2 separate regions of the Arachis hypogaea genome follow, and region 1 is linked to region 2. The links are chromatin contacts, called in public Hi-C maps. All regions are on one chromosome and are shown on one strand. Each heading gives the region's core, a stretch centred on a gene start, on an enhancer-like site or on the middle of the called end of the contact. The rest is flanking DNA. Distances are from core to core; before and after follow the strand shown. Region 1 holds the start of LOC112715303. Region 2 holds the start of LOC112717375.

Region 1 (6,750 bases), core at 1,321-3,820, 300 kb before region 2:
TTGGCGGCGATTTGGAAGAATTCGAGGCAGGCAGAGGGGTGGAGGCGTAGGCGGCGGAGGAGGGCATCAGTGAGGTGGTCAGAGAATTGGAATGAGAGGCGGGAGAGGGCGTGGGGGCGGCCAAGGAGGAGGAGGTGGGAAATGCGGTCAAGGAGCTCTGGGTAGGGGAGATTGTATTCTTCTCGAAGCTTCCATTGAAGTTGGGAAGTGTGGTGAATGGATCTGTGGCGAGGAAGTGGAAACAGAAGAAGACAATGTCTATGGAGAATGGTTTTAGAGAGGGAAGAAAACATTGATTGGGGAAAGATGCTAACATAGCTGCTTTGGATCAATTTGGTTACTGATGGACAGCCTGCAGTTGCTATCTACTAAAATATAAAGTTATGTAGCAAGAAGGAGATGAAGGTGAGGTGTCAAGCTGAGACAAAAAGGGTGCAGCACATGCAGGCAGTCAGTGATTACATCGGACTTTCACACTTTTTCCACTGCTGCAAATTTGAAAAAGTGAAGCTGCACATTAATAAGAAATTAGCTGAGTTACAGTCAAGAGAAGTTTGAAATATTTAAAATATTAGTGAATAACGTTAAAATTCGCAGAGAAATTTACTTTATATAAGTAGAGTTGAGAGTTGAAACTCTCATTATTCTCTTGCAATTTGTCTAATTTCATATGTTTAGCTCGGCTAGTTTTTTTTTTTTTTTTCCAGGATAGGAAGATGGCATAATTCAGGCTATTCAAAGGAGGCAAACGGGCAAAGTTGTAGCTTCATTCGAGGAGAGCAAGGTTCTTGTCACTTTTTGCTCCCTATCTTTCCTTCATTCTTCTCCTTTATCCTCTCTCTCTCTCTCAATATATGCAGAAGCTATAGTTATATGCAGAGCTAAGTAGAACTATCACGTTCAATCACATATATAAACCAGTCTTTAACAAAACATTTCAAACTGACACAAAAACCAAAATTATATGGATACTAAGGTTAACAAGGTTCTAGTTTCTTTTGGTCCATCACTTCCCTTCATTCTTCTCTTCTAGCCTCCTCTCAATTTAAACTTCAAATAAAAAGGTAGAAAACTTTACCTTAACAGAATATTGAGCCAGGTTGAAGGGGCACAGACAGAAGGGAAGCAGAAATAGTCCAAAATCCCTGAAGAAGAAGAAGAATATCTCTGGAGGCAGAAAATTAACAGCAGCATCAAGAACAAATAACAAATCAGATTTGACATAGAGATGAGAAAAAAGCAACAAGAACAGGAAATTAAATTACTTGAACAGTTGAAGTCACCGAAGGAAACTAGCAGCAACTGCAGAGATTGCAGGTGAGATTTCTTCTTCTCAATGCGAAATGGAACTGATACTGAAAAATTTTCCCCTAATGCCAGAGGGAGCAGTCCAATCGTAATTCCGGCACAGAGGACGGTAAGAGTCGAGGGGACGAGAAACTAGCTGGCGAGGATGGTGAGCAGCTGGAAGCGGCCGTCGAGGATGAGTGTTGAGGGGAGGCGTGAGGGGAATGAGACTGAAACTGAAAGGAGGATTGTTAAGGTTGAAAAGAGATAAAATTGACTTAGAAAACATATAGCAAGCAGCAATCAAATTCTAGAACTAAAGCATAATCACCAGGCAATGCTAATAACACAAATATTTAAGTAACATACAAATAACACAAAATATTATAACATGGTCTAAAGTCTTATACATCCTAAACACAAAACATCAACTTATAACCAGAACAAATCAACCATATAATTCAGCAACAGAGAAATCAATCATGGTATTGCTAATAAATTAGATCAATATAATCAGAACAAATCAACCATATGATCAGAACAATGAAGCATTATCGTATAATCAGGACAAATTTTAAAAATTAGAAAAGATTAAGAATCAGAACGAATCAAGCATTAGCTTAAAAATTAGAACAAATTAAATTTTATAATCAGACCTTAATTTAAAAAATTATCTGTGATGGTGGCGTGACTGAGCTTAATTATAATCAGACCTAAATTAAAATAAAATAAAAAACTGAAAATAACAGTTTACCTGAGATGAGCTTGAGAACAGGGGAAGGGGCAGCTGAGCTGAGGTGGCGGAGGGGCTGGCGGCGGGGTGACTGAGCTTCGGACTGAGTCGCGAGCAGCACGGAGAGGAGAGGAGAGCAGCGCGAGAAGAAGAAGTCGACCAGTGCAGCGCCCGCACGGAGAAGAAGATCGATTGAGGCTGGTGATGGACTGATGGTGGCTGAGCAGGGGGCACGAAGGAGGGATTGAGACTCAGAGAGGGCTGAGAGTAACTCGGTAGGTATGTTTATTGTTTAGGGCTAGATCTTTGGTTGGGTTATTCAATAAGGGCCTTTTTCGTTTTTGTCAAGCCATTTTTGGAAATGAACAAATCGGCCCAAAATCCATGGATGAGTCCAACAATGTACTACACAATATATAAATTACATCTAATCTAACAGAAAAAAATATATCAATTACAAATCTTTGAAGCCGGAATCCAGCACGGTTAGAATTCATGAGCCAGTATTGTGTCATGGTGTGCACTTAAACCACCTTTAACACTAGAACCTAAAATTTCGTTTTCCTCGTATCTTGAATCAAATCTCTATATATGCACACATGATGCATCAAAACTATAATAATCAGTTTACAAGAGTGGTGTGAGAAAAGTATAATTCTTATTGCTTTTTGTCAAGGTTAAGTACGTGTGTTAGTTGGATTGGGCTAGATCTTTGGTTGCATTGGTTTCTGAAAATGTAAAATTACTTAAAAAAATAGAAGAGTAAAATGAACTAACTTTGTTAGCTTAGTCATCCGTTTAAATAAGAGTCACGAGTTCAAATGACCAGCAATCCATTCAGTTTACAATTTATGCAAACTTGAAGAAAATGTGGCTTTGATTACTGGTAGGGCTAGGGGCATCGGTGAGTGCCAACATTCGAGACCAACAAGGATTCACTTTCCAAGATGACATAGGAGTTATATTCACAACCTATGTACATTGTGATGTAGCAAAAGAAGATGACGTTGAAAATGCAGTTAACATAGCAATAATTAAAGTATCAAAATCAAGACATAATTGTGAACAACGCAGCAGCAATAGATGATGCTAACCCTAGCATTCTTGACAATGATGTGGCAGATTTCCAGCGCATTTTTAGTGTCAACATTACGGGGCTTTTCTTGGAAATCAAGCATGCAGCTATAGTGATGATCCCAACCAAAAAGGGTAGTATTGTAAATATAAGGAGTGTAAGTTCAAGAGTTAGAGGGGTTGCAACTCATGCGTATACAAGTTTCAAACATGGCTTAATTGGACTCACAAAGAATGCAGCTGCTGAGCTTTGAAATTTTGGCATAATAGTGAATTGTTTGTCACCTTACTCCGTTGCTAACAATGTTGGAATCAGAGGGTTCTTCAAAATTGATTATGAAGGGTGTTCAAATGTTTATTCGAATCTTAAAGGTGTTCATTTGATAGAAGAAGATGTAGCACAAACTGCACTCTATTTGGCTATAGTGATGAGTCCAAGTACATCAGTGGTCATAATCTAGCTATTGATGGTGGTTTTACTACTATTAATCTAATGTTCGGTTTGTTTTCACAATCTTAATTAAGTTTTAACCCATTAAACTTTTATATATGTCCTATTTTGTTTACTAATTTATTAGTCTTGCTCTCAATGATGTGTAATATTATTGTACTGTTTTCCGTATAATAAAATAAAGAGAAAATTTCTTGGGTACTAAGAGGTTTTATTTTTTCTCCCCCTTCTCCGTAACCTTCATAAATCATAAGTGACATATCAACAAACTTGAAGAGAGAGAGAGAGAGGGGGGTTTTTGACTTTTTTAAATATAAAAAAATAATTTTAAACAATAAAAAATTCATGTTATTAATATTTATTTACCAAAAAAATATTTATTTTCCTTAGAAAATATTTTTTTACAAACGAAGACTAAATTCTTAAAGTGGTCTTTTAGATTTATAGTTTTTATTATTTTAGTTCATCAAATTAAAGTACTAAGTTAGAGAACAAATTAAAGTATTGAACTAGTTCTGATTTGTCTCGCTGAACACAAGTCTAAACGACGTCGTTTCGTTTTAGCGCTTAAACAAAGCAAAAAAGAAAAGATGAAGAAGAATTTTTATGATGTGTAAACCGTGTTATCTTTTTTTATTCTCCAAAATGATTTCGTTTTTGCATTGTTTAAGTGCCAAAATGAAACAACATCATTCAATTATATGTCTAACGTGATAAATCAGAGCTAACTGAATATTCTGTTTGTTGATTCAAAACCAAAAAAGGTTTAAGAACTAATATGATACCTGAAACTAGGTCTCGAAGATCAATATAATAAATTTTAATTTGAGTGACTAAAATAGTAAAAATCATAAATCTTAAAAATTATTATAAAAATTTAAGCTACAAACTACTGTTAAAATGGATAAAACTCATCAGATCAATTTATTTATTCTTTAAACAGATAAAGCTCATAAAAACAAGATATTAAATAGCTTCAGTGCAATTAGTTTAAAAAAGAAGGGTTAAATAGACTAATCTATACAGTAAATAAATAGTTCGTTTAATATTTTATTTTTTATAATTTTTATTTGTAAAAATTAATCCAACTCAAATAATTTACATTCATTATTGTTTTTAGTTATTTTTAAAAGGATAATTGGGGATCGAAAAAAATACTTATTTGCTATAAAATTGTCAAAGTATCTCTAAGCATATATTCAATTAGGTGGTATTTATTTTAAAACTAGAATTAGAATTAAAAAATTAGAATTTAATATTGTATTTGATAGCTAGAGACTCAAATTAAAATTTTAATCTATTCAATATTTTTAAAAAGTGAAAATATAAGAAATTGAAATTTTTGTGAATGAAAATTAAAATTTTAATAAAATTCTGTATACTTTATTCCAAGCATAATCCAAAAAGTTAATCAAGTCTCAATTTTTCGGTCTCTGTCTTAGTCTCATGCAATCTTGAATGTAGATAATTTGGTTCGATCCGCCTGACTCAAGCCCAATGATATTGAGCCAAATTTAGCTTGGTTTTATTGGACTGAAGTCAGATCCGATATTTAAAAATGGATCCGAGTTAACTATCCAATCGGATTTGGTCCAAGTATTGGATTGCCCGGCCGAATGAAAAATTAAAAGAATATGTTGTATGCATTAGGTCATGCACTGTCACAGCATCCGTGTGAGACTGTCCCTTCCCCAACAAGTGTAGAAGGTGTTGTCCAGGGTCCACTGCCTTCACTCACTCGCCCAATCTTCCTCACGGTTTAGTCTCCTTTCTTTTTCGTGCTTTACCGGTCACTCCCATCACCACGAGTCCATCACGCAGCAACCACAACAACCCAATCTTCTTCCCCTCAATGATTCTCATTTATATGTCCATGACCATTTACATAAGTTTCAACCTTAACAACCCTCCTTTCAGTTTCAGTCTCATTCCCCTCGTGCTTCCCCTTACCACTCATCCTCGCTGAATCAGCTGGTTTCTCGTCCCCTCGACTCTCCGCGTCCCCTGTGCCGGAATAATGATTGGACTGCTCCCCCTGTCGTGAGGGAAAAATTCTTCACTATCAATTCCATCTCGCATTGAGAAGAAGAAATCTTGCTGGCGGTCTCTGCTGTCGCTGCTAGTTTCCTTCGGTGACTTCAACTGTTCAAAGTAATTTAATTTCCTGTTCTTGTTGCTTGTTTCTCATCTCGATGTCAAATCTAATTTGTTATTTGTTCTTCTTTTTATTGCTTGGTTCAAAGATTTTGGACTCTTTCTGCTTCCCTTCTCTCTGCTACCCTTCACCCTGGCTCATCATTCTGTTAAGATAAAATTTTCTACCTTTTTTATTTGATGAGTTTCTTGTTTATTACCTATATTATTAGGCTGGGAAATGAGAAGTTTGAATTCAGAAGCTAAAATAAAAGAATGAAGGGAAGTGAGGGATCGAAGAGAAACTACAACCTTCTTCATTTACCTTAATATCCATATAATTTTTGTTTTTGGGTGAAATGTTTAGTTAAAGACTGGGGTGTGTGCTGATGCAATACCATAATGTCATGACATACGCTTCACGGTAGTTGAGATTGCACGAAATGAATTATACGACTCATAATCTTGAACTGGCTATGGTTGTGTTTGCTCTGAAAGTCTGGAGACATTATCTATATGGCATCAAGTTTCAAGTCTTCTTAGACCACAAAAGTTTAAAGTACCTTTTCGATCTGAAAGACCTGAATATATGTTAGAGGAGGTGGATGGAACTTTTATTGGATTATGATTTTGAATTAAATTACCACCCAGAAAAAGCTAATGTTGTGGCGGACGCCTTGAGCCAAAAGTCGTTAACGATCGCTTAGATGATGATTAAGGAAGAGGAGTTGGTGAGCAAGCTTGGGGATTTGAGACTGCGTGTCGGAGAGTTTGATGGGAGGGTATGCCTAAACCAACTGCAGATCTCTAGTGACTTTAAGGCCAAAATTTTAAAAGCTCAACAAGACAATCAAGAGTTACAGAAGGTGTTACCGGTAATTAAGCAAGGAAAGTGATGGGGAGTTTCGTGGGATGGAGACGGAATATGGAGGTACAAAGGTAGGATCTACGTGTCGAATGTCGGGAATTTGAGGCAAGGTATCTTCAAGGAGGCGCATAGGAGCGAATTCTCTATCCACCCAGGAAGTACCAAGATGTACCATGATTTGAAGGCGATGTTTTGGAGGCCAGG
Region 2 (6,074 bases), core at 225-2,724:
TCTCCTTGTAACCTTCAAGCGCCACCACCATACGCCTATAAGACATATCCTCAACAGCAACCTCAACCACGCTCACAAGCCTATTTTCACCAAACACTTCCATACGATCCCAATCCATATTCGTCACACTAACCAACTTTTGAACCATATGAGCCATACATGGAACCACAATTCCAAGATTACTACTCCCAAGAACCACCTCAATACACACCACCACCTTACCAAGAAGAACCGCCTTTTGGACTTATTGTTTCCACTAGATTGGTGGTCATATGACCCCATCGATATCCCCCATCAAATGCTAAAGCATACTGCTCACGTGGAATCCGATCCAACCAGTTGGTATAAGCCTCACCCCGCTCGTGTAAATGCTGATAACGAGTCTCGTACTCGCGAACTGTTCGCAAGTATCCTATCAATAAAAAAAGACCCACTATAAACAACGTTCGTCATAATAACTAGGTTTAAGAATAACTGCAATAGTAACTATCATTCCGATATTGAAGATAAGCTTCTGTAGATACGGAGCCTTGAACTTCCTCAAGAAGTTGGACTCTATGTGTCTAATACAAAACATGTGGAATGCTCTGGGAGGAGACCAAGCTCCGTTACTACGAGCAATAGCTGACCTAATGGAATCGTGTCGATCGGAGATCAAGCCCACAGCATCACGTGTCACAACATGTTGTCGCAAGTTACTAAGAAAAAAATGCCAAGCATCAGATGTCTCTCCCTCAACTATCGCAAATGCAATAGGCATGATATTGTTATTGCCATCCTGTGAAACTACAACCAACAAACAACCCTTATATTTTCTATACAAATGAGTTTCGTCTACCTGCACTATTGGCTTGCAATGTCTAAATGCTCTAATACAAGGGTAAAAACTCCAGAAGACTCGGTGTAGTACACGAATATTAGGAACCAAGTCTTTCCCCCGATGCGCATGCATTGTTTCAAAATGAACGACTGCAGATGTCTCCTTGTGACACATGGCCTCAAACAATATCGGCAAAGCTTCGTACGAAGCTTCCCAACTTCCAAAAATTGACTCCACTGCCTTCTGTTTTGCCAACCATGCTTTGCGATAACTTATGGTGTAGTTAAACTTCGACTGTACTTTCGTAATCACTAATTTCACCTTTATGGATGGGTCAATTTTTACCAATGGCTTTATTGCTTCTGCAATTGTGTTGGAATCCAACTTCGAATGATATTGAGAAATGGTGGCCCTAGTACAGGTGTGATTACCATTGTACCTCCTTATCTCCCAACAGTACTTCCTGGACATTTTACTCACCCTGATCAACCAATCACAACCTGCGCCATATTGGGTGCATTTAGCATAGAAGGTCGTCAGTTCTGACTCATGCACCCGATAATCTACACCTCTAGGGATGGTATAATCTTTCATCGCTTTAATTACTGCCTTCCTAGAACTGAATTCCATTCCCACAGTAAATTCACCATCCATCAAAAGTTAATATAATTATCAACTACGTTATCAAATGATATTTAATAAATTAATAATAACATAAGAATGTGAAATATTAAATTTTCAATATACATGTTTAATTGATAATTAAACCCTAAACTATTACTAATTATATGCTATATTTATGCCTATTTACCGTTGTCTTAAATATTTGTACCAAACTCAACATATGCACAAATCATAATTTAACAATTCATTATTTAAAATTATGAGTTACCTGCATTTACATATTGAGGAAACTCCGGTGCATGCATGGCCTCCAAATCCAACGACTGCATGAAAGTCGGCTCCACAAATGGCTGCTGATTTGCTAGTGCATTTGCCACATCCACCACGTCTGCCACCATAGCATCGTTAGCTTGATCTTCGTCTACACCCGGATCAATGACTTCGTAGTTACTTTCAAACTCTTCTTCACTATCACTGTTGTAATCTTCTAATTCAATATCTCGGTCCGCTGTAGATTGTTCGAACTCGATATACAGTTCGATGAACGATATTCGGGATCGACTTTCAAGATACACTGAAAATATTTCTTACATGCTCACTTCAACGGTCACGAATTTCCTTTGAAATTGAACGAACCCACCAAAGACAGATATAGGATATCTGTACAGAATACACGATACTTTCCTAGATATTAGAAAATCCATCTTCTCACAAATCACACATTTTAATTCCTCGTATGAAAGTGTGAAAGGAATTATAATATCTAATGGATTTTTACACACAAATTTCACTCCTTCAGATATTTGTAATAAAATTTGGCCATGATAATACACTTTTAATCTCACTCTATCATCCATGATAATGGAGAAGAAGAGAAAGACAGACGTGAGTTTAAAAAATTTGGAGATCGGGAGAGGAGGAAGATGAAGTGGGATGCTCAGCTTGGGTTGGGTATATATATATATAACTCAAATCGGACTGTTCGACCGCTTTCACGGTGATTCGAATTTTTTTAAACAATAAAATCAGACTGTTCGATTAGTGAACGGCCCGCTCAAAAAAAATAAAGAAAATCCAGAAATCGCTGGGTCCGATTTGAGTGGCCTGTGAAGTTTTTTTCCTGCAGTAAAAAAATCACTGGGTCCGATTTCTTTGGACCAAATAAAATTTGAACATCAATGTATGAAATCGGTGGGTTCAATTTCTTTGCAGAGCGATCCATCAACCATAAATTGAACGGCCTAATTTGTGTTCCCTTTCAACTGCAATAAATCAGACCCTCTAATTTTTTTCGTCACTTAAACACCGTCACATCAGTATAAAACTCCTCTAAATTCCATAACCCAGCGATAAACCAAATTTGGTGTCATATATAAAAAAAATAGCCTTTGCAATGATCAGGCTCTCGGAAATCTTGTTAATATTTAAAAGATTATTTCTTTCTGATGCCAATCCAGACATTCAGACACGAAAAAAAAAACGCACCAACAAAGCAACAAAAGGACAGGTAAATTAAATGCCCATAGCTTTCCAATTATGGACATTGAATTTAAATGTCATGTGAAGAAACCCCCTTGGAAATAGTAACCCACTACTATATTCTAGTAATGGTTCCAACACCAAGGCATGTCACTTCTAAAATTGTTTTCATCAATGGGGACAAGTGTCATTCCGCAATAGTGCCATCATTAACGACATAGTTTATATGTTTTCTAATTGATCGGTCAATATTATATTAACTGAACATTTTGTTAATTGTAATGTCATCTTGCACTAAAAATAAATTTCCACAAATTGTCACAGATGCATATCTCATCTATTATTAAAAGTAAGATAATCATTTTTATCAATCATGCTTGGGTGGTGGAAACCATCAATTAATTGATTAAGCAATTAAAAGCAATCAACAAATTTAAATTGTCTATAAGAAGTATGGGAAATTCAAAACTTTAATGAATCAATTCTATTTATAAATTTATACATTCACAAAAAATTCGACTCCGTTTTTAATCTCATACAAAGGCATATTCCTAAGTTTCCTTATTTTTAAAATAAGACTTGAGATTTAGAAGCTTGAGTTACCTAAAGAGCTGAGGTGGAACATCTTGGATTGGATAAACAGAACCAAACAACAAACATTATTAGTTAAGCCGAGAAACTACAACAAGCATTCATATGAAAATTTAAACCTGACAATCAATCCTTTTTCTGTATTTTATACTCTAATTTGTAGTAAACAATCGTAAAGGAAATAAAATTCACTACAATTATTTTACGAGTAAATAGTCAAATTAGTCCTTAAAAGATTACTCGTTCTTTAAATTGGTTTTCAAAAATTTTTTTTAATCAAATTCGTCCTTTAAAGATTTTAAATTAGTCATGTTAGTCTTTCTGTCACTTTGTTTATTTATGGTGTCAAAATTTGTTAATGTGATATATTAAGTGACATCCTACACACATTTAGGAGTCTTAATTGATTATTAACATAATAAATCTATGAAATTAAATTAAATTAAAATCTAATTAAAAGGAGAACTTGAAGTATTGAAATCTCTCAATTTGAGATTGATTTGATTTAATTTCATAAATTGATCATGTTAATAGTTAATTAAGACTCTTAGATGTGTGTTGGGGTGTCACTTAAAGTGTCAAATTTTGATACCATCAACAAATAAAGTGACGAAAGAACTAATATGATTAATTTAAAATCTTAAAAGACGAATTTGATAAAAAAAAATTTCGAAATCCAATTTAAAAAACGAATGATCTTTTAGAAATTAATTTAACCATTTACTCATTATTTTACATTACATGTGTTTCATTTCATATATTTTCTTGAAGGACTATTAGGATAAAATATTTTTTGTGTGGTAAACTTTTTTGGACTGGGCGTTGTAATGTTCACATATCACAATAGTTTAAGGCATTGCCATCTTGGACCTGTATTGGGCCAATGAGTCAAACCCGACCCAGTTGTATCACGACCCGCATTATACTTGGCCTTTTTCTTTTTGTCTTATGTTAGCATTGGACCCCAATCCAATAGATCAAGAGAAATTGATCTTCTGTAAATTAGGGTTTCCGCTTTTCAGTTTGTTCTCCCATTCCACAGACCACAATGAAGAAGAACGAGGGAGTCAACGAGAGGATGAGGAAGAGGAAGAGGAAGAATTATTCCGTCAACCTGAAATCCGATAAAAGCCACTACAACCCTGCTCTCATAAGTATGCCACTTCTCAATCTTGAATTTTATATTGTAACAGAGGATGAAGCAGTCTGATTTAGGTGTTGTTTGTTTGTTCAGAGAAGCAAAAAGAATTCTATAAGAATGCGAAGAATGTAAAGAAGTTTAAGAAGATGTTAAAGCATCAAACGGAGCAAAGCGATCATTTCTCGACACAGAAACTGATGATTGAGGTTTTTCGATATATCATAACTGTTATAGGTCAAGATTCTAATAGTTGAATCCATTAACATAAATTTTCTATTTGATGGTGCAGAATAGCAGTGCTGAGATGAAAGAGGATAAGTGCGAGAGTGAGAGGAGGCGGAAGAAAAAGTATTGTTTGGAAGAATTGTACAGGAAGAAGCATGAAGAGAAAGAGAGAGAAAGAATGGAAAGAGAAGCAGCAATGATGGCAAAGAAGGAAGAGAGAGAAGAAGCCCAAGCCAGGAGAAAAGCTCTGCGGGACAAAATGCTTAAGAAGACCAGAAAAGGGCAGCCTCTTATGAAATACAGAATTGAACATCTTCTGAGTACTATTCAAGCCTCATCTCAAATTTAACCATCCTAATCCTCTTGATTCAACTTCTGCAATACCAATAGTTGTTGATTGTGCAAGTTTAAGATCGTTGTTAATCATAACAATTTTGTACTCAAATTGTTCCCGGTATCCTGCTCTCAGCCTTTCACCCTTGGAAACATTGTTTTTTCCAAAGTTAACTCTCTTTATTGATGCCATGAAATATTTACTCAAAATTAGATAGAAAATCTGACAAACTTGAGATTTAGAAGCTTTCAAGTTACATGTAAAATAAATTGAACTTTGCTCATAATATTATACTTTCTAAAAATCTAAGGATTAAAATGGTGTTTTTCTATTGTGAGACCTATTTAGAAGAGTAAGAACATGACATTTTTTTAAAATGAAACAATGGGATTAGAGAGTGCCTAGAAACTGATTAAGGTTCATGTAAATCAATGGCGTTAGGGATGTCAACGGGGCCTGCTCCCCATCCCCGTCCCTGTTCTTCGCTGTGGGGGAATATTATTCTCCTTCTCCATTTTCCACAGGTTCTATTCTCCGCGGGGACCTGTTTCCTATCTCTTTTGATAGTTCTGATTAATTATTAATTTCCATAAGAATAGAGTTGAAAGTATCCATTCCATTTTCCACAGGTTCCATTCTCCGCAGGGACCTGTTTCCTATCTCTTTTGATAGTTCTGATTAATTATTAATTTCCATAGGAATAGAGTTGAAAGTATTCATTCTATACAAAACCAGTAAGATTTTATACAAAAAGTCTATATATATGGCATGTGAAATGACTAAAAAACATATATGAGAAATAAACTATTAAGGAGAATTAAGTAAATTCATGAAATTCGGGAATTAGCAGGGACGGGGTG

What was found. Hi-C and Micro-C count contacts between places; a contact is called where the count stands out from the background.
Region 1: a contact with region 2 is called in a Hi-C map of leaf, with 2.7 times the contacts expected there. The contact joins the promoter of LOC112715303 here to the promoter of LOC112717375 in region 2. A contact is called at or near these places in 2 of 8 Hi-C or Micro-C datasets (leaf and an unstated tissue).

What each region holds. Positions count from the first base shown.
Region 1 is chr10:17,960,839-17,967,588 of arahy.Tifrunner.gnm2.J5K5, reverse strand. It overlaps LOC112715303, which reads right to left and starts at 2,570. Exons shown (of 4, transcript XM_025767056.3): 1 at 2,042-2,570; 2 at 1,266-1,523; 3 at 1,079-1,167; 4 at 1-488. The coding sequence starts at 293. It also overlaps the pseudogene LOC112717383.
Region 2 is chr10:17,655,459-17,661,532 of arahy.Tifrunner.gnm2.J5K5, reverse strand. It overlaps LOC112717375, which reads right to left and starts at 1,474. Exons shown (of 5, transcript XM_025769428.1): 1 at 460-1,474; 2 at 223-412; 3 at 13-80. The coding sequence starts at 1,474. It overlaps LOC112715302, which reads left to right and starts at 4,474. Exons shown (of 3, transcript XM_025767054.2): 1 at 4,474-4,668; 2 at 4,749-4,861; 3 at 4,945-5,435. The coding sequence starts at 4,563. The coding sequence ends at 5,229.